5 separate regions of the Mus musculus genome follow, and regions 1, 3, 4 and 5 are each linked to region 2. Evidence: chromatin contacts called from public promoter capture Hi-C data. All regions are on one chromosome and are shown on one strand. Each heading gives the region's core, a stretch centred on a gene start, on an enhancer-like site or on the middle of the called end of the contact. The rest is flanking DNA. Distances are from core to core; before and after follow the strand shown. Region 1 holds the start of Zcchc14 (zinc finger, CCHC domain containing 14). Region 2 holds the start of Gse1 (genetic suppressor element 1, coiled-coil protein). Region 3 holds the start of Cyba (cytochrome b-245, alpha polypeptide). Region 4 holds the start of Ctu2 (cytosolic thiouridylase subunit 2). Region 5 holds the start of Map1lc3b (microtubule-associated protein 1 light chain 3 beta).

Region 1 (4,735 bases), core at 738-3,237, 1.1 Mb before region 2:
CCGAGAGAGTTTTCAGCACCTTGGACCAGACTGGAAGGATCTATTTACTAGTTCCAAAGGCCTGGCTGCAGGCTCTGCAGGGGAGCTCAGCTTAGTCCAGGTCTCAACACTCGATGCCCAGGGACATCGGCCTATACCCCCAGGATGTCAGAAGACTCCATCTAGGAATGGGAGCGGGGCGTCTTGTCCCAGGCCTCAGTTTCTCCGTCTGCCCAAGGCGGGCCCTGTATCCGAAGCACTGGAAGGGGATAGGAGGCCCGCCTGTCCTTCCCCCAATTGCATCCCGGTGCCAAGCAAAAGCCAGGGTGGTGGCAGTCCTTTAGCCCTGCCTCTGCCCGCGGGTTTGCATTTTCTCGGTTCCAGGGCCCGAGATGCCCGCTGACAGAACGAGCTGACAGACCTGGCAAGTAGATCTTGGGGTGGGGGAGGGAAGAAGGCTTGCTCCTCCCATCATCCTCGCCCTAGGCGGTCCCGCCACCTCAAAAACGCAGGTGCTCGCCCACTGTGAGCTCTCAGCAGCCCCCCGGGAGGGTATTATTACCCGCATCTTCCCCGGGAGGCGCAAGGGGCTCGGAGAGAAATCACGATTCGCCCAAGGTCACACAGCTCGGGTGGGCAGATCAGAGGGAAGTCCGGAGCCGGTGGTGCTTCTGGGCCCATCGCCGCCTCCTTGCCGTCACGTTCATGAATAAAGCACCGAGGCCCAACGCCCGGCTTTGCCCAAAAAACAAGGCTCCGGGCTAATCTGAGGGAACAAAAGCGCCTAAAATTCCATCCCGAGTTTTCCACCACGCCGATTCCCACCGACCAATCCCCTAGCGCCGGTCCGCAGGGGGCGGGCACAGGCGGACCCGACGTGATCGACAGTCCATCTCTGAGGCGGCGCCTAGACTTCGACCAATCCTACGGAGCTGCCGAAACGAGCCGTCGCGCAGGACAGGCGGCCTGGCCAATTGGCGTGGGGGGGCGGGCTCGGACAGCCCGGGCTGTCGCGAGAGGCGGCCACCCCGCCCACTCCGCTGGCCGCGGCTGCCCGTGCTCGCGAGCGCGCTCTGCTCAGCTCCGACGGCCCGGGCCGCGATCCGTCCGCGGGTCCCGCTGGATCCCTCCGCCGCGCCAGGCCCGTCCGGGCGCCGCGCCCAGCCTCGCAGCGGGTAACGGCCGGCCTGGGCGCAAGCACAGGAGGCGGCATGGCCGGGGCGGCTCCGTCGGGGGGCGGCCCGCACTGACAGACCCTGCGGCGCGCGGGGAGATGGGGGCGGCCGCCTCCCGGGCGACGACGACGACGACGAGGAGCGGCCGCCGCCGCTGCCGCGCACCGGCCGCCGCTGGGGACGGGCGCGGGCAGGGCGCCTCCCCGTGAGCGGCGGCCCCGAGGCCGCTCGCCGTCCCCGGCCGCCCGGGCCGCGGCCCCGGCTCCGGCCGCCGCGGGGCCCCTGGCGGGCGGCTCCCCCGGCCCGCGCGCGCCCGGCCCGCGCCCCGTTCGCGCGCGCGCGGCCTCGCCCGGCGCCCGGCCGCGGCCCTGCGCGCCCCCCGGCCGCCCGCGCGCTGCTCCCGGGCCCGGCGGCGGCGGCGGCGGCGGCGGCGGGCGCGGCGCGGGCGGCAGCATGGTGGAGAAGCGTTGCCCGTTGCAGAGGGACGGCGTGTACCGCTGGTTCTCTGAACTGCCGTCGCCGCAGCGTGTGGAGTTCCTGTGCGGCCTGCTGGACCTGTGCATCCCGCTCGAGTTGCGCTTCCTCGGCTCGTGCCTGGAGGACTTGGCACGCAAGGACTACCATTCGCTGCGCGACTCGGAGATCAAGGCCAACAACCCGGCCGACCTGGGCAGCCTCACCAACCTGACGGACGAGGTGGTGCGCAGCAAGCTGCTGGTGTCGCTGGCCCTGCTGGGCTCGGAGCAGCGCGAGGCGGCGGGCGTCTTGTACCGCACGCTCACGCACACCGACTCCATCATCCACAACTACGGGCTGCAGCTCAACGAGGGTCGCACGGGCGATGAGTTCCTCCTGCTCTTCACCATGGCCTCTAACCACCCGGCCTTCAGCTTCCACCAGAAGCAGGTGCTGCGCCAGGAGCTCACACAGATCCAGAGCAGCCTGAACAGCGGCGGTGGCGGCGGCGGCGGCGGTGGTGGCGGTGGCAAGAGCGCGCCCGGGCCCAGCGGCGCGCTGCCCACCTGCTCGGCTTGCCACAAGGTGAGCGCAAGCGCGCGCGGTGGGGCAGCGCGGCTGGGGTCCTTTACCGGCCAGCCTGGAGATGACCTACTAAGGGACCCGGAGGCCTGCGTCAGCGCGCGGCCCCCTTTGTGTGTTCGGTGTCACGGCCCAGGCTGGGGACACGAGAAGGCCTTTGTCCTGTCAATCCCGGTTCTTAGGTGACATAACACTCAACGATATGTCCACTTGCACCGACCTGGAACCTGGGCGCAGGTGGGCCCTGCCACCTGCCTGTCTGGGTCAGGTGTCCCCGGGCGTGCATGGCAGGGGTACGATGTACAGGAACCCGTGTCTGCGTGTGCGATCGTGGGGGTTGTGCACGCTGCTAAGCGTGTCTGTCTGGAGAGCCTGGCTCTTGACAGGGGCTTTGCAGCCTCAGCGGGTCTGCGGGTATGCTGTCAGTGGTGATCCACCATCGGGGAGAACCCAAGCTCACTGAGGTGGGATCTGGTCTTAGGATGATAATGTCAGCTTGCTGGGCAGGAAGGGCAGCTTGACTGTCCACTCAGAAATGCCAGCTGTGGCCCGAATGTTTGAGGACTGGTAAAGCACGTGGTTCTCGTGGAAGCTGAAGGCTGGGTGGTTGGGGGCCATGGTGACTAGCAGATGGAGTTCATTTCTTTAGTATCCATCCCTCTCAGCTGCAGCCCGGAGTTGTGGATGATGGAGTCGGTGTGCATTTGGGCCTTTGGAGGCCGGCAGCAGCCCTGGAGCCAAGAACCCAGGTTTCTTGTGAGAGAAAGGCTCACCAGTGCCAAGGGCCATTGAGGTCCCACACCATGTCCTTGGTAGTCAGAGGCCACATCCGGGCCTCCTGCCCAGCTGCTCCACAGTCTGAGCCTTTTGAAGTTTAAACTCTTAACTCAGCTTCCCCTGTCCAAGGTGAACAAGGTGAGGTCGTCGGGGCTTCCGTCGGTTTTTCTTTCAGCTCTCTTTGAACCTTGAGTTGTGGCTTCTTTTTAATGTCTTCCTCTAAGAAGTGGTTGTGGTTCCTGAATGGGTTTCTGTGGCGTCTTATCTTTTCACTGACGTTTGCCTCTGAGACTTCGGTTAGCTTTTTGGGTTTTTCTTCTTCTTTTTTCTTACATACATACACTTTGCCACCTCACTTCCCTCTTGCATGCGAGGCAACTGTCAACAAGAAAGGCAGGGCCCAAGGAAAGTTAAGTTCTTCAGGCCAGCCAGCTGTCACCTCTCTGTGGTCTCCTCAGCTGCGGTTAGTTTCATCCACGAGCAGGAGCTTGCTGTCTCCCAACCTGGGCTGCCAGACCCCTGTGTGAGTGAAGCTCAGACGCATCAGGTCCGGGTTGCTCTGTAGGAGATGGGGACTGGTTTTTAACAGGGCAGTGAATTCAGAGTAGAAGTGTCTAGAACAAATGTCTTGGGTCCTCTCCCACCCACACAGTACTAGGGATGGAGCCTGGAGCTTGTGCATGCCAGGCAGGTGCTTGGCCACTGAGCCCCACCCCACTGCAGCCAGCCCTCACAATGCCTGTATAAGATGGCCTTTGTCTCAGGCAAAAGTCCACGGCGAGATGGAGTTAATCTAGTCCCCAGGGTCTGGGCACTGGTCGCCCGCCTTGGTCTCCTGTGCTGTAGGAGGCTGGGCTGAAGTCCTCCAGAGGTGACAGGGCAGCTGGCAGCTGTGCTCCCCGTGTTTTTCCCGGCCATGTTGGCTGTCAGTGGTTCTGTGGAGCCATGCGTTGTCTGCCCGAACGGCTCTCGTCCTGAGCTTGCAGCTGTTGCAGTTTTCAGGAATCCTGTGGCTGATAGGGCTGGGGTTTTCTTTAGAAAGTTGGGGGACATTGTTTGGCCCTGGCACAGGGGCTCTTGACTTAGCAATGAAGGCTGGGTCTCACTTGCTCAGATCCAAACAGGTCCATTTCTCTTTCTTTTCCCTGGCTCTGAGTCACTCCCGAAGGGACTGTTCCCCAAAGCTGAACTTGGGCTCATTTGTAGCTCTGAGATTGAAGCCTGATTGTGTGTGTACTTGGAGGGGGATCCTTGGAGGGAGAAGTCCAGCCGAGAGCCACTTAGCACTGAACTCCGGCCTCCTCTGCATCCTCAGCAGAAGGTGGCTCTTGTGTTTCTTTCTGAGCTGTGTCACTTGGTTTTGAACTTAGGACTGAGACTTTGCTCTCAGAAGTGAAGGTGTGGAGTGTTTTTGGATGTTGTCTGATTTAAATGTTTATTTCTCTTACCTGAGTTTTCTGGAAAGCTTGGTATTGTAAGCTTCTTTACGCTTTCTTTTCCCTTTTTATTTTAAATGTATAACGTTCAGAGCAGCCCTAGATGTTTAAAAGTGTGGTTTATTTATTTTAAAGACCGAGGTTTTGGGAATGTGGGGAGGGACTCTAGAAGTGGGGGCAGTGTTTGGGATGTAAATAAAATAAAATAAAATAAAATAAAGACCAAGGTTTCATTGTCTTGCTCACCCTGGCCTGGGAATTGCTATCCTCCTGCCTCAGCCTCTGCAGAGCTGAGAGGATAGGGACACACCAAGCCTAGCTGTGGATGCA
Region 2 (4,710 bases), core at 1,004-3,503:
GAGGGCCTGGCTGGGAAGGTGCAGGCCCAGGGTCCACCACAAAGTGGTGCAGACCTCTCCTCCCCCTTCCTCTGGCTAGAGGCGCAGGGCCCTGAGGTGGCTGCCTTTCTGCAAACCGCACAGCCCTTTGAGATCTGCAGCTTCCAACTTCCTCCAGAGACAGGGAAGTTAAGTTACTCACAGCCAGAGGCCGCCTGCCTGCCTGCCAGAGGGACAGCTTAGCCAAGAGCAACCAGAGGCTTCCAAAGGGTCAGGCTGTTTTGGAAGCTTCCCACCACCCCCACCCCATTAAAAACCTACCTGGAGGCATCAGAATCGCCCCAGGCCAGCCCCAAGGTTAGCTTAATGGGGGCCTGACAAGGCCTGATTCCTAGTAATTTTAAAATGTTAACTAACTATATACACCCCCTTTTCAACCGTAACTGGTCAGAATCCTACTAGCTGCCCCCAACAGGTCAGGGCCTGATCTGGCCTCTCTGCCTTCCCGGTTCGGAACCTGCCCTAAGGCAGGCACAACAGAGCCCAAAGCCAGGACAGGCCTCCCACCTCCTTTCCGAAGGCGTGGCTGACCCCGGGTCTCTGGCTGGCTGCTCACCAGCGCCCCCTCCCCCCAAGCCTCCTCCGCTCCAGCTGCCAAACCAGGCGACAAAAGCCAACCTTGTACCAAGCCATCAAGGCGCACACACACACACACACACACACACACACACACACACACACACCCCAGGAGGTGGTCAGGCGTGACCCGGTGGCTGTGAGAAGTGTTGAGCAAGCGGCTTCGGCACAGCGAGCCCCATCGAGGGAGGCTGCCAGCAACCCTGTTCCGGTCCACCCGGTGGGGCGTGACACCCAGCATAGCAGATGACACACGCTGCCAGTCGGAGCCTGTGCCCCGGCCCCCCTCACCTGTGGCGGGGCGACTGAGTGGCTGAGTCAGACACAGCCTGCGCCTCAGGTTCCCCGCCTGCGGGTGGGGGCGGCTGTAAACACAGGCTAAGCAACACTTAAGTAGCCAAGCTTAAGTAACACGGACGCCCAGGGAAGGCTGCTCGCCAGGGGGGCCTTGTCTTCCTCGGGAAGAGGGGGTAAACCAGTCTCAGACTGAGACACTGCCAAGCGGCCAGCCAAGACCTCCTGCCTCTTTGTCCCCCAGTGCTGGGAATCGGCTTAGGCCCGATGCTCCCTCCTAGAGCGAGGCTGCGCCTTTTGTTCCGGTCCTCTTTACAAAAGGATCTTGTATTTTGGTTTGTTTTTTTCCCCCCTTCCATTTGGTGGTCTCGCTTGTTTTCAAACCCCAACCTGTGTGGGCCCCAACCGCGACAGATAAGGCACCGCAGGGGTCTAGTAAGGGTTTAGAGTGCTTTAAATGCATGGAAGACAAAGGCTGGTTTGCACCAAACCGACCCAACTCGAGCTGGCACCCCCACCACGGGTGGCAGGTGCGCGGGGGCGCCCCTTGCTCGCTCCCGGCTCCGATGCCCAGACCTGCGGCCCCAAGCCTGCTCCTCGCAGTCCTATTCGGCCCCCGCCACCTCCCGGCGCTCGGAGAGGCGGGCAGCGGGGAGGGCAGCCCAGCTCCCGCTCCGCCTCCAAGAAGGGAATTTAATTAGCCTGCCGGAGAGGCGGCGGGCGACGAGGTGTCTCTGGTGCTGCAATATAATTGAATCGGCTCCACTCGGGCGGGCCACTCGCCGTCAGCGCGGCCGCGGGGGGCGGGGAGGCGCATCCAGGCGGAGCGGGAAGGGCTGGGCGGGGGGTTCGGAGGCCCCTTGGACTGCCACCCCAGGTAAAGCACCCCCCCCCCCATCCAACCACCTGCCTGGGCGCCCCCGCCCCATCCAAAGTTTTGCTACAACCCCGAGCCCCGGAGCCGCCCCCGCGCACTTCCCCGCGCACTTCCGCGGCAGCAGAGCCGGCTGAGCCCAGCGCGCGCGCGCGCAGCCGCGAGTGTGGCTTCAGGTCGGCCGCGCGCCCCGCGCTTCTCGTCCCTCACACCCGCGGGACCTGGCACCGGCCGTTGGCGCCCCTCCCGAGCCCACAAACTTGGGGAGAGGAAGAACGAGGGAACCCCCGCCACCATCCCCCACCCGCGCGCTCACCTTTCATGCCAGGGCCCCGCTGCTCCACCGCTCCTGACACATGCCGGAGCCACCGTCGCCCGGGTTTGTCTGAACTGCTTATCTCACCCGGGGCTGTGCGGCGGCGGCTCCGCCGCTCGGGGAGGTGGAGCTTCCGGGGCCTGGGCCAAGAAACACCTGCTGCTGTCGCCGCTGAGGACACACCCAAGCGCAACGCCGCCCACTCCCCGGCCCCGGCTCGCTCCCGGCGCCCTGACCTCAGCCGGCGGGAGGTGTCGGGTTTCAGCCGCAAGCGCACGCGCGCGCACCGACAGACCGCCCGGAGCACCCAGCGCGGTCACAACCCGCCGGGTAGGTGCCGCCCCCCGCGCTCCTGGCGACCCTGGCTGTCCGGACAGTCCAGGGGGATCTCTCAGAGGCCTCGCGGGCCACTCATCTCCAAGAGTAGGGAGGAGTGGCTTACAACACGCCTGCCATATCCGAGCCTCATAGCCGCCTCCCCAAGCGCCTGGAACAGTGCCTGGCACCTGGCCACCCACTAAGAGAGGGGAGGGATAGGCCTTTCCTTGTGCTGAGTGGAGGGGACCACACAATATAGGCCGTTGGCCTCTCTCGATCTCCAAGATGCCTGATCTATTACCACAACTTTAAAGGACTTAATGTTAAGAGCTCGGGCCACGAGCCTCTGTCCCAAAGTTTTGCAAAGTCTCCATCTCGCTTTAAGGAATTTTTGAGAAGGCCAAACGGCGGGGGCTCTAGTTCTTTAAAGAGCCCATGTTCGAGAAGTCCACGGAGGCGCCGCTGCGCCAGGGGCATCATTAAGTAGCTGGGGTTGCGGTCAGAGGCGAGGCCGCCGCCTCCAGAAACTGGCACAACCCACCGCGCCACCGGCCCCAGCGCACCGCCTTCCCACTCTTGGCACCCCCACCCACCCTACCTCACCCAGGCACTTCACGGGGATGACTCAGGGAGCGTCCTGAAATTCCTCGGCACCCACAGGCGGCGCGGAGAGGGACTGTGGGCCCCAGCGTCCCCGCCCACAACGCGACCGATCCCTAGAAACACCCCCTTCCCGCCACCCGGGAAGCGCGAGGTTACAGCGCGAGCCAGGCAGCCGGGGACCCTCGGCCGGACCCAGCGCGCAGAGAGCAGCCATCGAGGTGGCAAGGTCGTCGCGAGGTCCCGGGGTCTCCCCCGCCCGGCCTTTCTACACAGCTCTCTTAATGATCCTCCACTTTCAGACTTTCAAGCCCGGAGGCCACCGCACCGGGGGGGTTGGGGGGGGAACCTCAGCGCCGCTGCGGGTCTCAACTTTCCACCGCGGTGCCAGCCCCAAACCTGCCCCGGGACATGCCCGCGCAGTGCTCCGCAGGCGCGCGCTGCCTCCCCCGCCTTCCTCCCTCCCGCGCCAGCCGGGACAGCGCCGGGAGCGAGCGCGGGCGCCAGCACCCCCCGTCCATCTGTTCCCGATGACGCCGGCGGCGGGCAGCGCTCGGGGCCCGCGCCAGCAGAAGCCGCCGATGCCGCGGGGCGGGGGCGCACGCCGGGCCAGTCTTGCACAAGCCCCTGGCCGACCACAAACGACAAGGGAAACGGGCGGGCGAGGGAGGGCGGAGTTGCTGCTCCTACCTGCGGCCACCGGGTCCCTGGCCCCACACACGCGCTGCGCGGCCTTTGGTCCACGCGTTAGTTCGCGTCGCCCGGGGCAGCGTGGCCTCCGCAAGTTTACGACGCTGGAGACCAGGAGGATGCGCCGGGCTCCCCAGGAGTGGGGGCGGGGAGAGGCGCCTTTACCCGTCGGGAATCGCACGCGGGAGGGGGGAGGGGGGACAGGGAGGTGTCAGGAGAAACAACTGGCCTCGAGCCGTAAAAACAAAATGAAAAACCTCCCGGGCTGGTCCAACCCCTTTCCCACCTGGATTACTGGCTTGGGGGGGTGGGGAGGGGACAACATGTAAATGAGCAGCTCGCACCTGGCCGCGCTGCCTGCGGGCCAGGTTCCCCAGGTAACAACACCAGGCTCTTCCTCCAAATCTTGTCGCACCTTTCTCCCTAGGGTATCTAGAAGGCCAAGTTCAGTCACCTGTTTGGTGAGAACTAGGCAGGCCATCCTATAAATTTGTGGGTGACCACTATGAGCTACCACCTGTTTTGCTTTTTTTTTTTTTTTTAAGAAGCTGGCTGCTCTCCCCCACCCCACCCCAATACAAGGCAGCTCCGCTGAAACCGTACCCCCAACCGGGGTTTCAAATGAGGTACCTGCCCAGAAAGTAGTCAAGGTTGCAAGCCTGCAGGTGAGCCAGGCATCCTCCCCCAGCTTCTCAAACCAGGAGTCTGGTCTCCATCCAGCCCCAGACTGTCCAAGGTAGCAAGAGGGTGACAGACACCCACGATGGCCACAGGGGGACAGCAGTGAGCCAGCTATGTGCACTCAGGCCAGAAAAGGCTGGCAGTCACCAGGAGATGGATGGTCCTCACTGTCCCTACACCCTGCCCCAGGAAATCAGTAATCCTGAGCAGGGCCTTTGAGTTTAAGGGTGGGAATTGCTCTCTAGCCGCCATGTGGCTGGCCCCTTGTTAACGAGATGTACCCTGTATGGATGGACTGCTAATTCCCGACTCCGAGGCTAAA
Region 3 (4,680 bases), core at 1,553-4,052, 1.9 Mb before region 2:
CTACCTGTAATGTGATCCGATGTCCTCTTCTGCTGTGTCTGAAGACAGCTGCAGTGCACACACATACATAAAGATAAATAATTAAATCTTTAAACAACAAAAAAAAGTTAGTTCTCCATGTGTGTGTGCAGTACCCTTAACAGCCAGAAGAGGGCATCATAGCCACCGGAACTGGAGTCACACATGGTTGTGGGCTGCCATGTAGGTGCTGGGCACCTGACCCGGGATCCCTGCAAGAGTGTTCTCAATCTCTGAGCCACCGTTCTAGCCCACAAGTGAGTTTTACTAGGAAATCAATGCATGAGGCACTCTGATGAGCAGGTTCGGTACCTCATAAATTTGAAGTGGGGGATTTAAGCAAAGCCCCAGTTTCTTCCATACCGAACAAGTCTGAACCTGTGAGTATGTGGTTTCTTTTTTTTTTTTCTTTTTTTGGTTTTTCGAGACAGGGTTTTCTCTGTATAGACCTGGCTGTCCTGGAACTCACTCTGTAGACCAGGCTGGCCTCGAACTCAGAAATCCACCTGCCTCTGCCTCCTGAGTGCTGGGATTAAAGGCGTGTGCCACCACGCCCAGCTGAGTGTGTGGTTTCTTGTCTCTTCCTGGCATGGGTCTATCTTCTGAGACTGGTCTGAATGTGAATGTGTGGGCCACTTCTCCATCTTCTCATGATCCCTAAAAAAACAAAAAAAAAACCCTCCCTCCTAGTAGACCCCTGCGCTCCTCACCCGCGCCATCCCTAGCCCACCCAGACCACCGTATCTGAGGAGCTGCTCTTCTGGGCTTTCCGTGCACAACTTCATGAACACGCTTCTGCCTTCTTCCCCAGGTTCCTAAAGGGGCTGCAGGTGGCACCTGTTCTTCTCTCTGATGAGCTGAAGGCCGCGCTGGCGGTGGAGCCCAGCCCTGGTGGGGTCCAGTACATCATTGCCACTCAGGTGAGGCCAGTACACACGGCAGGCACCCCCTTACCTGCCGGAGGGAGGGAGGATCCAAGCCTCCCCCACTGTGTCTCAGGGCGGAGGCAGAAGCCCACATCAGCCACGGCACGGAAGTAGCCACATGGCGTTCTTAGGCTCAGAGTCATTGGACACTGTCTGGTTTACTCATTTCCCCTCAGTGGTCATTTAGGGACAACTCGTAGAGGAGAGCGGGGGCGGGATGTGAGGGTTATGTACTCTGGACAGAAAGATGATAAAAAGCAGTCACTTGCCAGGAGAGGTAGATGTTGGGGTCCCTGGGAATCTGCTCTCAGGATGTAACCCACCACAAGCACGCCAGCATCCCCGCGTCTCCTGATCCTGCTCAAAGAGGCTTGCTCTGGGTCCCTCCTTTCACACGAGATGAGGGTCACTAAGATCCCCACAATCTAGCCCGGAATGGAACCCCAGGCAGCTTGAGAGGCTCATCCTGCGCAAGCTGGTGTGGACTTACCACGAAGGGACCCACCCGTGTCTCACCACCCCCCCCAATCTAATCCTGCCTTAGAGTCTCTGACCTGTAAAGTCTCCGGAGCAGCGGCTACTGCCGCACCCCATGACTGGACACTGATTTTTCTCCCCCCAGGTCGGACCAGGACCTCAAGTCCTAGACGACACTCATGATCATCTGCTAGGCCAGGATGGACTGCCACAACGGGACCTTTGACCTCTTCCACGTCCAGTGCCATTTGGAGAAAGGGGTTGCCCACTGGAACTCGGGAGCTGGCCTGCTGGTCAGCCTCTCCTGAAGGGCTGCTTGATGATCGATTATACTGGGGGATGTCGAGTGTGATGGGCAGCCATCTAGGCGATCACGGGAACCCCTCTCAAGTGCCTCCGGTTCCCCGCTGGTTTCTGAAGGGCTAGCTGACCCACTCGATGGACCTTCCAGCACTCCAGACAGCTGCTCATCAGGGATGGGGAGTCGGTGCCTCCCCCCTCCCCCAAGATGCTCTGAGGGCCTCAGTAACCATCTAAGCGTGATGGCTCAGACAGCGGTGCCTCTCTGCTGAGACTCAGGCCACAGTTTCTTTATAAAGCCTCCTGGTGAGGGTAGGGGCTGTCGAGCCCACAGGTAGGGTCCATTGTGTGTGTGGGTGCCTCATGAGGGTGCAGTCAGTGGACCTGAGGACCACAGGAATAAAGTGTGCTGTTCCTGCCTGCCCGTGTGGGCTGTGCTTTCTTCTTTCTTCCTAAACCAGCGCTTTAGGGTCTCTGGTCTACTGATCTGCTGGGTCCTACCCGCCATTGAGTTCAGTCTTGTTTCCCTATGTAGTGGAGAGGTGGGGGCTGAAGTGGGTCCTGCCAGGAACACTTCCCACTGCCCACAAGCCAGCCCCGTGAGAGTCTCCTGCCACCTTGTGACCACCCTAAGTCATACCCCAGCATACATGCAACAGCTGCTGGAGCTGGTCTAGGCCAGAGGAAAGAGACAACAGAACAACGGTGTTCCGGTGTTCTGTCCCCTGCTTTCTGGGTTTTCCCAGCCTTGCACACTATGGTCCCCTACCCCCACCCCGTAGTCACGTGACCCAGGACACACACCTGCCCCAGCTCACAGTGGGTCGGAAGTAACCTCATCTCCTTTTAGGGAGCAGCCTTTATCTGATAACTAGAGGAGCAGGTGGATGAAGTGACTTACGCCTCTGGCCCTGGGGGGGTACGGTCACAAGTCACAAGCAGTCACAAGTGGCCCTGGTACTTTCCAGCTGGAGAGAGAGGTCGATGGGGAGACTGTCCCACCCACCAAGGCTCAAAGGGAAGGTGCAGAGGAGGCCTCTGGGGCACAGCCCGACAGGGCGGGGCCTGAGCAGGGGGCGGGCCGATCAGTGAGGACTTGCGAAGTGGGCTGCAGAGTTGGACCGGGCTGCTGCGTGTGCGCAGGGTCCTCGTCATGGGGCAGATCGAGTGGGCCATGTGGGCCAACGAACAGGCGCTGGCGTCTGGCCTGAGTGAGTGAGGTGGGCTGCGGGTGGAGGGGTTGCTCAGGACCCGTGGGGCACCGCGGGGGAAGCAGGGCTCGGGCTGGTTCTGCGGACCTCAAAGCGCGGATCCTCGGAGAGACCTACCGGGGCCTCCGGGCACAGGACGGGCGGTGGCCGCTGCAGGCCGTGCTCGGCCGCCTGTTCTAGAGGCGACCCCGCCCTGCACCCTGTTGGGTCCGCGCTGGGACCTCAGAGGAGGAAGTTGCTTACAGCTGGGGAAGAGACATTCACTCGGTGGTTTCCCGCCTGGTTAGGAAAACCCCCGGAAGACCCTCTTCTGCGCACAGCCCACTTGGCCAGGAGTTGGGACTCTGGCCTTGAGGTCACTCGGGCTCCGGCTTCTCCCCGAGGGGCCTGGGATAGGAGCTAAGCTCATCCTAGAGGAGCAATCGGCTCCATCCCACAAGCGAAGTGTGCGCAGAAACTATTTCACAAGAGTCTGGACACCCCTCAGAGTGATCTTAGCCCTGATGGCCTGCCGAGTTAAGATGCAGGACACTAGTCTTTAGTCAGGTTGACACTGGCCGTGGCTTGAACAGTTCAGCTTGTCTGGGAGGTTTGCCAAGGGGCAGTGGGACCCCTGGGCTTCACTGTACCAGGAAAGGAACCTAATAGACCAGACCATGAGCAGCAGGCCTGAGACTAGAAACTGCAGACATGCCTCAAAGCCGAAGGGAGCCAGAAAAGACCTGCCAGGGCAGGGAGGATGGCCCAGACCCCCCTCCACTCACCCGGGAATAGCGCATCGAAGAGGTGATAGAGAAATCTCCCCCAGCCCACGCTGGAAGCTCCCGTGGAAGGCCTTGCAACCCCAACCTTTTGAAAATGGCGCCCCTCCCCCACCTGCAGTCTCCCTTCTTACCCTTCCCAGCCTCCTGCCAGTAGTGGTTTGTCCTGTGACCACTATGGACGGTTTCAAAAGTTACCTCCAGGAAGTGGGGGTGCCAGACACACCTAAGGGTGGGAAGACCTGGCGAGCGCTGTCCATGCAGTGTCTCCTGTCCTCGTGTGTGCTAAGGTCTCTATGTACTGCCTCAGCTAATTGTTCAGGGTGTTCAGGCTGACACAAGTCTCCTGTGCTGAGGAGTCACAGGCTGTGGCCACTTACTTTCTCCACCGAGTGTGACTTCCGCTAACTTTTCTTTTTACGGGAAAGCACAACTGTCCTGGGAAGGTTCTGAACTGTCTAGGTCCAATCAACAGGGATGTACTTTGTTTCCTTTTGTTTTTTTAACATTTGATTTTTTTCAGATTGTGTGTGTGTCTGGCCATGTGTGTAAGTGCGGGGGCGCTTGCAGACAAAGGCTAGAAGAGGGTATTGGAACCCATGGAGCTGGTGTTACATACGGGTGGCTCTGAACTGCCTGATGCGGGTGCTGAGAACCCCACTCAGGTCCCTTGGAGAGCAACCCTCGCTACTAATCCCTGAGCCATCTCTCCAGCCCCCTATTTTGTTTTTTTCTAAATCACAGAAAATTCCATCTGTTCTGGCCCCATTACCTGGCTCCATCTCAAGACGAAAGCCCGTTCCTGACCCCCCTGCTTGTCTCCTGGGCTCTTCCTGCCTTCCTTGCTAGGTTGCTCCTTCTCTGTCTCTGAGTTTCCTGAATGTGCACGGGGAGGGGGGCGGGGGGGGGGGGCTTTTTGTACAATTGGCTGGGGTCACAGCTGATGCCTCCTTTTCAGTCTTGACTCAGATGCCACCTGCTGAGACA
Region 4 (4,733 bases), core at 976-3,475, 1.9 Mb before region 2:
CCTTCTTCAACCATGGGCCCTTCGATACAATTGGAAGGCACCTCTGTCCCCAGTCTGTCCCCTGGAAAGCCTGTGGGGCTCATGCATGGCTGGGGACTAGGAAGAGGAGTGACCACACATACCATCAACATAGATGACTCCTGGCACAAAGCGCAGCCGTTTCGCAGAATCCTGACTCAGGCCCTAGAAGGGAAGTGTCAGGACTCAGCTCTGGCCAAAAGCACTTCTCTGGAAGTATGCTCCAGTCAGTGGACCAAACTGCCTAGGCCTTCCTCCTCACAGGGGTGTGTGGGGCCAAGTCTTCCCTCCTGCATGAGGGCATGTCCTATCTGAATCAGAAACTTCAGAACTCTCCCCAACCCCCAGCCTGTCTCTGACACCTAAGCAACCTGAGACAGCGGCTGAGCCATGGGGAACGCTTTTACCATCTGCTGGGTTCCCCAGAATCCCCAGAAAGTGTTTTGAAATGTAAGAACTGAGGTGACAATACGTGGAGAGCAGGGGCGGAGTCTCCCATGAGAAGCGGTATCAGACACTGACGGCTTCACAGTGAGCTCTCACCTTCACATGTGTAGGTCTGGGGGACCAGCAGGTGACACAAAAGCCACTCAAGTACGACACAGGTCATTCACACTGGAGCAGCACCGCCACTGAGACCTCCCCTACCAAGACAGCCTCTACACTGGCCCCTCTAGCTGGTACCCTACAGTGAGAGAGCATGTAGTTCCCTGCTCTGCATGGGGTCCCTCAAGGAAACCCTGTATACCTCTGCAGGTTCAGACACTCTTAGCTTGAGTCCCGTTCCATCTGCCCCACTCCCTTCTACCTATGCTGCTTCTCCCGTTGTTTTTGGCAAATGCTTCTCTCTGCTCTTTGTCATGATTGGCCAATCTTTGAAACTGTGTCCTAACAAATAAAGCTCAATAGGGATGTAGCCTGGGACCCTGTGTAGGGCATGTGTCTGGACTGCACACCTGCTGAATATATATGGGACATCCTAAAGGTGTCCCAGTTGGGGTGGGGTGGGGTACTGTCTAGTGTTAACCAAAAACTTCCATAGTATAGGCTGAGGAAGGAGGCCCCTGCTAATTCAATCCAGAAGCTTACGCCCAGAAGATGGTGTAGATGTACCTCAAGCACTTGCCAGACCATGGAGCTGGACGAAGGGCCCCCAGACCAGGACAGGAGCACCTGGGGGTGGGAAGGGCAGCATCAGCACGGAGGCATGCATCCGCAATATGAGCATGTCTTGTCCACTTCTTGGACAGCCCCAGACACCAAGTCTACCCTCAATGTCCAGGGACAGTAGGCCAGCTGAAGAAACGAACATAAACGGAAGACAGCAGGGCTGACAGCCGAGCGCCCAGGCACCACACATCGTACCTTCTCCCCAGGAAAGATGACCCGGTTCTTCCCAAGCATGGCTCTGAATTTGTGAACGTAGAATGCCTTGAAACAAACCCTGTAACACAGAAGCAAAGGGAGGCTGGCTGCACCTGCGCAGGAGACTGTGGGATTTTGTTTGACAGGGTCATCTCTGCAGCCCAAGCTGGCCTCAGATCGGAGGTAATTCTCCTGTCATGGACTCTGAAGTGTTGAATTGACGGGTGTGCCTAGTTTAGATGACAAGGGTCGTCACCAGTGGTTCCCACCACTATTTACGGTTAGGGCTAAGCACTTACAAGTTACCGCGCCTTTACAAGAAAACAAGCAAGCCTGGAAAAGGGGCGTGCGGGGGTGGGGGTGGGGTGGGGTGGGGACGGCTGCCCAGATCTCACCTGCAGAAGGCATCTCCCGCTCGTATCACCACCACCGGCAGGCCTTCTGCGCACTTCACACATTTCTGCTCCCGGCTTTGAGAGAACAAGAACATATGTGGCAGAATTCTCGCACCATGGCGGGCTTGGGGGAGTCAGGGTCGCGCTTCCCGGCCCGAGCTGGCGGAGGAAGCGCCAGGCTCACGCGCCAGGGCCTAGGTTTAGTTCTAGCCGCCGACTCACAGCAGTCCCGGAATTCCGGTTGGTGGGGAACCGAAGGGGACTGTCCCCGGCCTGGTGGTAGAAGGTTCTTACCTTGGCCGCGGCACGGGCGGAGGCTCCCGCCGCGCCGGCCCCGCGTAATCCTCACCGGCCTGACACATGGAGGGGTGGGTCCCGACTGCGGAGTGGCGTGAGGAGCCGGCGCGCTGAGATGCCGGCGCGCTGAGATGCCGTCACCGCCGAGCGGGCGCTGTCGTGACGCAACCCGGGGAGGTGGGGCCTGGGCGGTGACGCCAGCGCGGCGCCGTCGCGGCAGTGACGCCGGGTCTGCCGGCCTGGATAGGGGGCGGCGGCGGCGGCCTGCCCCGGGGATGGCGATGTTCCGCAGCCTGGTGGCCTCGGCGCAGCAGCGGCAGCCGCCGGCTGGGCCCGCGGGCGGCGACAGCGGCCTGGAGGCGCAGTTCAGCTGTCCCATCTGCCTGGAGGTGTACCATCGGCCAGTGGCCATCGGCAGCTGCGGCCACACGTGAGAGCGCGCGCCGGGAGCCCGCGGGAGGGGGGTCCGGGCCGGGGTCGTGGCTGGCGGCCGAAAGGAGACGTGGGGAAAGCAGCCCCTGCCCGCCGGCCGCGCGCGCGCCCTGCACCCGCCCCGGCCCCGCGCGTTGCCAACGGCCGCCGGCTGCTTCGAGGGCGGTGGACGCGGCCGCTGCGCCGAGCGCGGGGGTCCGGGCTTGCAGAGATCGGGTGAGCGGGCCGTTGTAAATAAACGACTTGTGGCTTCTGCAACCCACTCTGTTCCACCCCATGTCTACTCGTGTTGACTGTCAAGGAAATGAGTTTCCCTAAAGTTAGGAGAGGGACGCGTTTGGAGCCTGGTGTTTTGTTTTGAAGGACTTGGCCTATTCTGAACAGGAAGCTTCCAGGTAGCGGGGCCTAAAGGGACCCAGACATCAAGCACTTCGTTAGGTGCCCAGCTGAGCCAAGACACCCCCCACCCCCAATCTAGCGGCTCCTCCTCCCGTGTTTCAGGAGCAGAAACTTGAGGATGTGACTCTGCGCGGGAGGGAGCGGTGCTCAGGGCCTTCACAACCCCAGCCTGGTTGGGAGGGAGCCAAGATAGAACGTCTGCTCCATGACCTCCCCACAGTACAGCTCTTGAGATTAGCCGATAGAGAACGGGCAGGAGGAGGACTTGTCAGCAGACAGCCCCTCTGCTTGGGGCAGGACAAGGTGCACCCAGATTGGTGGGAGGCATTTTGCAAACAGAGGCAGCTGATTTTGGAGGCTCTAATGCAGAGGGAACTGGAGCCGCTTGGGTAGGCGTGTGCCTGCGAGTCATACAGGGAGGTGGCAGAGACCTTGTCTCCATCCAGGGCTGCCTTGACTTTCCCTGCCCCCTGTGTCAGGCTGAACCGAAGACTGGATCCCTCTGGAGAGCTCTGCTAGGTTGTCTTGGAAGAGCACAGCTAGCTCCTGCTCAGCCTAATGCTCCTGTGATATTCTAGCAGGAAGCCTTGGATCAGGACCCATTTTTTTGTATGCACGCACAAGTGGGTGTTTTACGGTGTGTTCTGTGAAGTGTTGTCTTTTTTTTTTTTTTTTTTTTTTTACAATCCCTTCACTCGGTGCACACAGGCCACTGCTGCATTCTTCAGTTTGCTACTATTCACCAATCAGTATGTGTTGTCCTCTTAGAAAGGTAGAACACGGGATTGAAAAGCACCTTTAAACCTGTAAACCTGTTCCCATTGCTCCCTCTGCAGGCTTTTATCTGGACAGCGTCACCTTGGGAAGGTGGCCCTGCTTTCTTTGCCAGTTCCGTTTCCCCAGCTGTTCAGTCCTACCTTTAATTCGCAGTGTCTGTTGGGTGTAGCCCTTGTTTAAAATAAGTGTGAGGGTTAAGTTTTCACATCACCTTTTAAAATGTCACTGATCCCTCTGTCTTCACCTCCTGACCAGAAGCTGTTTCCTTCTTGAGGTTTTTTGTGAGTAGAACCCTCCCTACAGAGTTGCTGCACTGCTACCCGGACAAGAGAAGGAGAGGAAGTGGGGAGACTTTGTGGCTGCAGATACAGGCAGGAGGCCTGCCAGTGGCGCCACTGTGGAGGTGTGCTCCAGGAACTATCCCAAGGCCACTGTAGAGGTGTGCTCCAGGCTGTATCCCAAGGCCACAGAGGAGCAGTCTTGAGACTTCACAAAGCAACTTTGCCTGAGGGAACTGGCTGCCTTGAGGGTGGAAGAACACAGGAAGGGGCAATGCAATGGGTGTTCTCTCCCACATTCACGCCCTCAGTTGTGTCACATGGTGGAGAAGCTGCCCTACACCAGCCTCTGTAGATGCAGGCAGGAACTCTCTGTGGGAGAAGTGTGGTCTGGAAACTAGGCCAAGAGCCCCACGTTTCGTTCTACTTCCTCTTGGGGAGAGTCACCGCGTAGACTTGAGACCTCCTCGCCTTCTTAGAGAAGGAGTGCCTTCCTCTGGCCACGCCAGCATCTTTGAAGGCCTGCTCTTCTGGGACCATTTTCCTTTTTCCCAGTGTGGCCTTGCTCTCCCTGTGGGTTTCTCTGAGGTAGAATATAGGGCTGCATGGTTTGTTCATTCAGATCAGGCATGGTGGCTCCTACCTATAAATTGGTAGCACTCCTAGTATTTGGAAGACTGAGGTAAGACAGGAATGAGTTCAAAGCCTGGCACAGGCCACAAAGTGAAGTCTTTTTGTTAAAGTTTTTAGGGTTTTTATTTTTTGTTTTATG
Region 5 (5,041 bases), core at 1,883-4,382, 1.1 Mb before region 2:
CCCTCTTGCGGCAGGAGAACCTACTGGGATCTTGGTGGGGTGCTGCTCCCGGATGAGCCGGACATCTTCCACTCTTTGTTCTGCAAGAAAGAGACATAGTGACATCAGGGGCCATACTGCCAGGGTCTGCTGGGACTGTCCTATGTGGAGGCAGTCAGTGGAGCTCACCAACATGGCCCAAGGGGTAAAGCCCTTGTTGCAAAGGGGCTGCTAATCCAGATGGACAGCCACACAGAACAGGGTACCTGTATAACCTGGGGGGCAGGGGTGTCTCTAGACCTCTTCCTTGACAACTTTTTTTTTTTTTTAGTTTTTCAAGACAGGGTTTCTCTGTGTAGCCCTGGCTGTCCTGGAACTCACTCTGTAGACCAGGCTGGCCTCGAACTCAGAGATCTGCCTGCCTCTGCCTCCCAAGTGCGTACGCCACCACTGCCTGGCCCCTGATAACTTCTATCATCGCTTTTTGTGATAGGCTGTCCGGTACCATAGCTTAGCCTGGAACTCAGGTAGCTAAGGATGACCTTGAACCCCATGCTGTGCCCGAGGTCTTTGGCCAGTCTTCTCTTCATTTTCAACACTGTAGCAAGCTTTCTGCACTGCAGGGTGCAAGCAGCTGGCCAAGCCACTGGGGATGGACTTGGCCTGCACCTTTCTCTACTCTAAAGCACTGGCTGAGCCCTCTGCCCCATGTCTCCGTCACACCACAGATGGGATGGGGCCATCTATACACAGGGCTCCCTGCCCCTTCCCAGAGGAACCCTCCATTGTACACCTGCCTACCACCTCAGGGTTTAGTCACTGCACTGATTTCATTCTAACAAACAGCCACTTACACACCTGGCACACTATGCTTCCGGCCTTCAGAGATGGCTCAGTAGTTCAGAGCAGCTTCTCCCCAGGAGGACCCAGGCTCAGCTCCCACCACCCACAGCTGCTCAGTCACCTATAACTCCCTTTTCTGACATCTATGGGCACAAGGCATGCACAGGGTGCAGACATGTATGTAGGCAAATGAGCCATACAGATAAAATGTAAAAGAAAAAGTTAAACGCACAGCACCTAAAACCCGGCTCGGCAAGCTCTAGGCCAGCTTGAGCCACAAACAAAACTTGCCAGGCTGTGGTAGCACATGCCTTTATTTAATCCCAGCACTGAAGGCGGATCCCTATCGGAGTTGGAGGCCAGCCTGATCAGGGCTACATAGAGAAACCCTGTCTCAAGAAACAAACAGCCAGCCAGGCACAATGGCACACCTTCAATCCCAGCATTCAGGGGACAGACGTGAAGATCTCTTGAGTTCAAGGCCAGTCCGAGCCACACAATGAGACCCTGTTTAAATCAACCAACCAATCACTGACAGCAGAAACCCCTTGCCTTCATTGAGATGGGAGCAGGGCCAGAGATCTAAGGGCAGAAATGGTTAAAGCTGGTAAGAGGAGACTTGCAGGGTCCACCACAACTATAAAGGGAAAGTCAGGAATAGTTGTCTTTACTAAAGCAAACAAGGGTCCAAACTGAAGGCCTAGAGGATCTGCCCAGCCCTGGCTGGCTGTAGGGCCAGGGAACTAGGAGGCAACCTGCAAGAGCTGAGACACTTTTTAAGCAGACAGCTGTGCAGAGGCCAATAGCCTGTACTGAAGCCACCTAGGTGTGTAGTTGAGAGGGAGGGTCTCGCTGCATCATCTCCAAGGCTGGGACTAAAGGCGTGGATCACCACCCCTGGCAGCAGCAATGCCTTCACAGGGATGGGAATTCTCCCCGGGGCTATTTATTTAGGCTGAGCAAACAAGCTTTCCTGCGGATACACACCCAGTAACCTGGAGTTTAGGACCGTTTTGGGGGTGGGGAAGCAAACACTGGATCACCCCAGAAAAACTCAGTGGAACCACTTGAGAAGCCTGAAATCACGTGATCAGTTCTAAACTTGGGAAATTGGGCGCGTCCTTCTAAGAATCTGCAAGCCTACACGGGCCTCCTGGCTGCCAGTCTCCTTCCTTACAGCACTGGGGATGATCGCTGCTTACTGGAAGTGTAAGAATTTATAACAGAAAGCTAATGGGACTCTGCCACTAGGCGGACCCTGAGCTTCACCGCCCTAAGCCCCACCCAGGTGCTTCAGCTACAAAGGGTCGGTTTGGGGTGAGCCCTACCTAAATCCATCCACCTTGTAAACATTCCCGCAGTCTGGATAGTGGAAACTCTAGAGCTCCAACCTAAATCCCTCCAAACTCACTGGAAAGGAGCAAGACCGGTCCTGGCCTCCTCAAAGGGGCCGCTTTGAACATCTGTGTGGGGAACCTCTCAACTGTCAGTGCCCACCAGTTTAGGTCCAATAAAGTCAAAAAGCAAAGGAAAGCCGCAGCAATCGGATGCCCGCGCTTTCTTCAGAATAGCTGGGTTAGGGAGAGAGGGAAGGCAATCTAGAGAAAAACAATCGCAAGCCAGATGGAGCTTCGGAGAGATTACCCCCGGCCACTCTGGGGACCCGCGTCAGAGCTAATGTTTGTGCACGGCTCATTTTCCCCAACCCACACTCCTTTCTTGAGGGCTGTTCCAGAATAACTTAAGATCAGTACAAGCAAACAAAACAAAACAGCTGTTAAGTTTCCGTTATGAGACAAAGGCCACCCCCCCCTCCACACACACACATATGCCCAAGACGACTTCGGGTGCAAAGGCGGCTGGGTGCTGCTCCGAGGCTTGCGGGGCGCCCGGACCTGGGGCCCACGAAGGACACAGCCAAGCGCGCAGAGCCTGCGGTACCCTACGCCACCGGGGTCGGGCCTCCAGTCCCGCAGGGGACGCCGAGCCCATCGGCGACCGACGGCCAAGGCGACGCTGAGCACCCGAGCTACCCCGGAGACCGAACCCCCCCGAGACCAATATCCCACTGGCTGCGTCGCTCCGGGCCCCGCCGGGTCTCGGCCCCGCAAGACACCACCGGCGTCCGGGCATTCAGCGCTCCCGGCACCCGGATCTCCCATCCCCGGGCCCGCGGGGCTCACCAAAGCTCCGGCGCTGCTTGAAGGTCTTCTCGGACGGCATGGCGCGCGGGGGTCCCGAGCCAGACGATCTGACTCCGGCGACGATCACTTCCCTTGTGTGTGTCTCAGTCCGCAGCCGAGTCAGGTGACTCGCGGCGCGTCACCGAGGGTGGGGCCGAGGGCGGCCCCCGAGAGCGGCCATGACAGGCGTGGCGGAAGCTCGGCGGCGCGCAAGCGTGCACGCGCCCAAGCCATGCGCCTGCGCCTACGCCAGCTACGCTGGGCGCTCGCTGGGCACACGCTGGGCGAGCATCTGTTAACTGTCTGCGTGGGTCGGGCGCTGGTGCGATGGAGTCCTGCAGACTTCATTCCCCTTCAGTCCTTGCATGATCCAGCTGGTGGTCCAATGTCCGCTCCCTTGCCGCTGTATTTGATATTCCTAAATTCTACCCACCCCCAACCCAAATAACAAAAAACTGACTTGTGGTCTTGCCTGCTAAATCTTTACGATTATGGAGACGTCTGGAGACTTATGGTTGGATCTGATCTTGTGGCTCTTCCCCTGCGAGTCTTGTGCTGCCATAAACACAAGTATTTACTCCTAAGTCGAAGTCGCAGAGAAGCAAGGTCTTAGGGACTACAGACTTGTCACTGGAGGGCAAGATCAATGACTTGTTCCAGCAAAAAGAAAGACGATGACAACACCTGCTGTGCAACCTGTCCACTCTCTCTTCCCATAAAAGCCCTTTTATGTGTCTGAGCTTGCTGAGCATGGAATTTGAGGGGCATGGCTCACCTATCTTTCCAGGGTGCTAGCCCATGTGTGCCCTCATTTCCTTACTACCACCTATCACGTTTTTTGTTTTTTTAGATTTTTTTGGTTGGTGAGCAATCAGACTGTGTCCAGGAACTGCAGCAGAGGCCTGATCCCGACAGGATCCACCTTGGAAAGCCACAGAGCACAGTTCTGTCCCAAGAGCTTTATCTCAGCTGTCCCTTCTCAGACAGATCCTTCTACCTCAGGTGACCCCAGGGTGGCTTTATCACAGGCATGTCCTCACTTTGACTCCTGCTGAGCCTGGGCCTGATTACAGGCTAGGACAGGTTTCAGTCTCCTCAGGCCAGGCCAATGGTCAGTCAGCCACGGTTTAGCACTTTCTCTGGGCCTCAAGCTACTTCCTATCTTCAGTTTGTAGGAGCAGGTGACAGACAGGTCTAGAGTGTGGAGCAGCCACCTCACCCCCATCCCACCCCCAGTGATGCCACATCTGAGCCAGCCTTGTGACCCTGCAGACCTACCACCTGACACTGTACTATCCCTACAGCCCAGACTTCCTCCTTTAAATGGAAATAACCTTCTTCAAGTGCTGTTTGTCCAAGGGATCTTCTACATCTCTGTGACCGGGAAAAGCTGAAAACACATTATGGAGTGAAATCCTGAGGGCTGGTTACTTTCCTTTGTTTGCTTGCTTTGCATTGTTAATTGCCCGAACTTTGTTGTTTTGTATGAAGCTTCTGGTCTGAGGTGCAAGAGACCAGGCTAAAAGTCAAAATGGAAGCCAGATCTGGTGTCCCAAGGCATGTCATCCTAGCACACTGGAGACTGAAGCAGGCTTATCAGAAGTTCAAGGCCAAGTGGGACTCGGTGCCTAGGCCTTTATCTCAGTGTCCAGAAGGGAGATGCAGTCTGGTTTCTGTGAGTCTGAAATAGCCTGTTCTACACAACAAATTCCTACATTGTGAGAACCTGTCTCACAAGGAGAAGAAGGGTGGCACGCATGGGACTGGTGAGATGGTCCGGTGGTTAAGAACACTGGCTGCCAGAGAAACCCTGTCTTGAAAAACCAAAAAAAAAAAAAAAAAAACAAAACAAAAAAACCAACCACCACTGGCTGCTCTAGTTGAGGACCTGGATTTGGTTCTCAGACCCACATGGCAGCTCAGCTGTAACTCCCACTCTGGGGGATCTAACATCCTCTTCTGGTCTCCTCAGGCAAGGGCACACACATGGTACATATGTAAACATACAGGCAAACACTCATACACATGAAGTCTTG

Evidence for each region. Promoter capture Hi-C pulls out the DNA fragments that hold promoters and counts their contacts.
Region 1: a contact with region 2 is called in a promoter capture Hi-C map of liver, with 3 times the contacts expected there. The contact joins the promoter of Zcchc14 here to the promoter of Gse1 in region 2. A contact is called at or near these places in 1 of 39 promoter capture datasets (liver) and 1 of 115 datasets of contacts at active chromatin or transcription factors (pancreatic cancer cells).
Region 3: a contact with region 2 is called in a promoter capture Hi-C map of embryonic stem cells, with 5 times the contacts expected there. The contact joins the promoter of Cyba here to the promoter of Gse1 in region 2. A contact is called at or near these places in 2 of 39 promoter capture datasets (embryonic stem cells and pre-B cells).
Region 4: a contact with region 2 is called in a promoter capture Hi-C map of pre-B cells, with 6 times the contacts expected there. The contact joins the promoter of Ctu2 here to the promoter of Gse1 in region 2. A contact is called at or near these places in 1 of 39 promoter capture datasets (pre-B cells) and 1 of 115 datasets of contacts at active chromatin or transcription factors (thymic regulatory T cells).
Region 5: a promoter capture Hi-C map of liver shows a contact between it and region 2, with 4 times the contacts expected there. The contact joins the promoter of Map1lc3b here to the promoter of Gse1 in region 2. A contact is called at or near these places in 2 of 39 promoter capture datasets (the C10 cell line and liver), 1 of 484 Hi-C or Micro-C datasets (liver) and 2 of 115 datasets of contacts at active chromatin or transcription factors (large pre-B cells and pancreatic cancer cells).

Annotation. Positions count from the first base shown.
Region 1 is chr8:121,649,185-121,653,919 of GRCm38.p6, reverse strand. Zcchc14 (zinc finger, CCHC domain containing 14) reads left to right here and starts at 1,987. Exons shown (of 13, transcript NM_080855.2): 1 at 1,987-2,195. The coding sequence starts at 2,019.
Region 2 is chr8:120,534,952-120,539,661 of GRCm38.p6, reverse strand. It overlaps Gse1 (genetic suppressor element 1, coiled-coil protein), which reads right to left and starts at 2,253. Exons shown (of 16, transcript NM_001145896.1): 1 at 2,100-2,253. The coding sequence starts at 2,106. It overlaps 1700016A09Rik (RIKEN cDNA 1700016A09 gene), which reads left to right and starts at 1,936. Exons shown (of 1, transcript NR_151732.1): 1 at 1,936-2,770. Mir7687 (microRNA 7687) reads right to left here and starts at 966; the gene lies at 908-966.
Region 3 is chr8:122,431,062-122,435,741 of GRCm38.p6, reverse strand. Cyba (cytochrome b-245, alpha polypeptide) reads left to right here and starts at 2,802. Exons shown (of 6, transcript NM_007806.3): 1 at 2,802-2,932. The coding sequence starts at 2,875. Mvd (mevalonate (diphospho) decarboxylase) reads left to right here. Exons shown (of 10, transcript NM_138656.2): 9 at 830-938; 10 at 1,567-2,146. The coding sequence ends at 1,647.
Region 4 is chr8:122,473,635-122,478,367 of GRCm38.p6, reverse strand. It overlaps Ctu2 (cytosolic thiouridylase subunit 2), which reads right to left and starts at 2,225. Exons shown (of 15, transcript NM_153775.2): 1 at 2,073-2,225; 2 at 1,779-1,853; 3 at 1,384-1,462; 4 at 1,132-1,191; 5 at 123-183. The coding sequence starts at 2,140. It overlaps Rnf166 (ring finger protein 166), which reads left to right and starts at 2,294. Exons shown (of 6, transcript NM_001033142.3): 1 at 2,294-2,505. The coding sequence starts at 2,351.
Region 5 is chr8:121,588,529-121,593,569 of GRCm38.p6, reverse strand. It overlaps Map1lc3b (microtubule-associated protein 1 light chain 3 beta), which reads right to left and starts at 3,132. Exons shown (of 4, transcript NM_026160.5): 1 at 3,006-3,132; 2 at 25-80. The coding sequence starts at 3,045.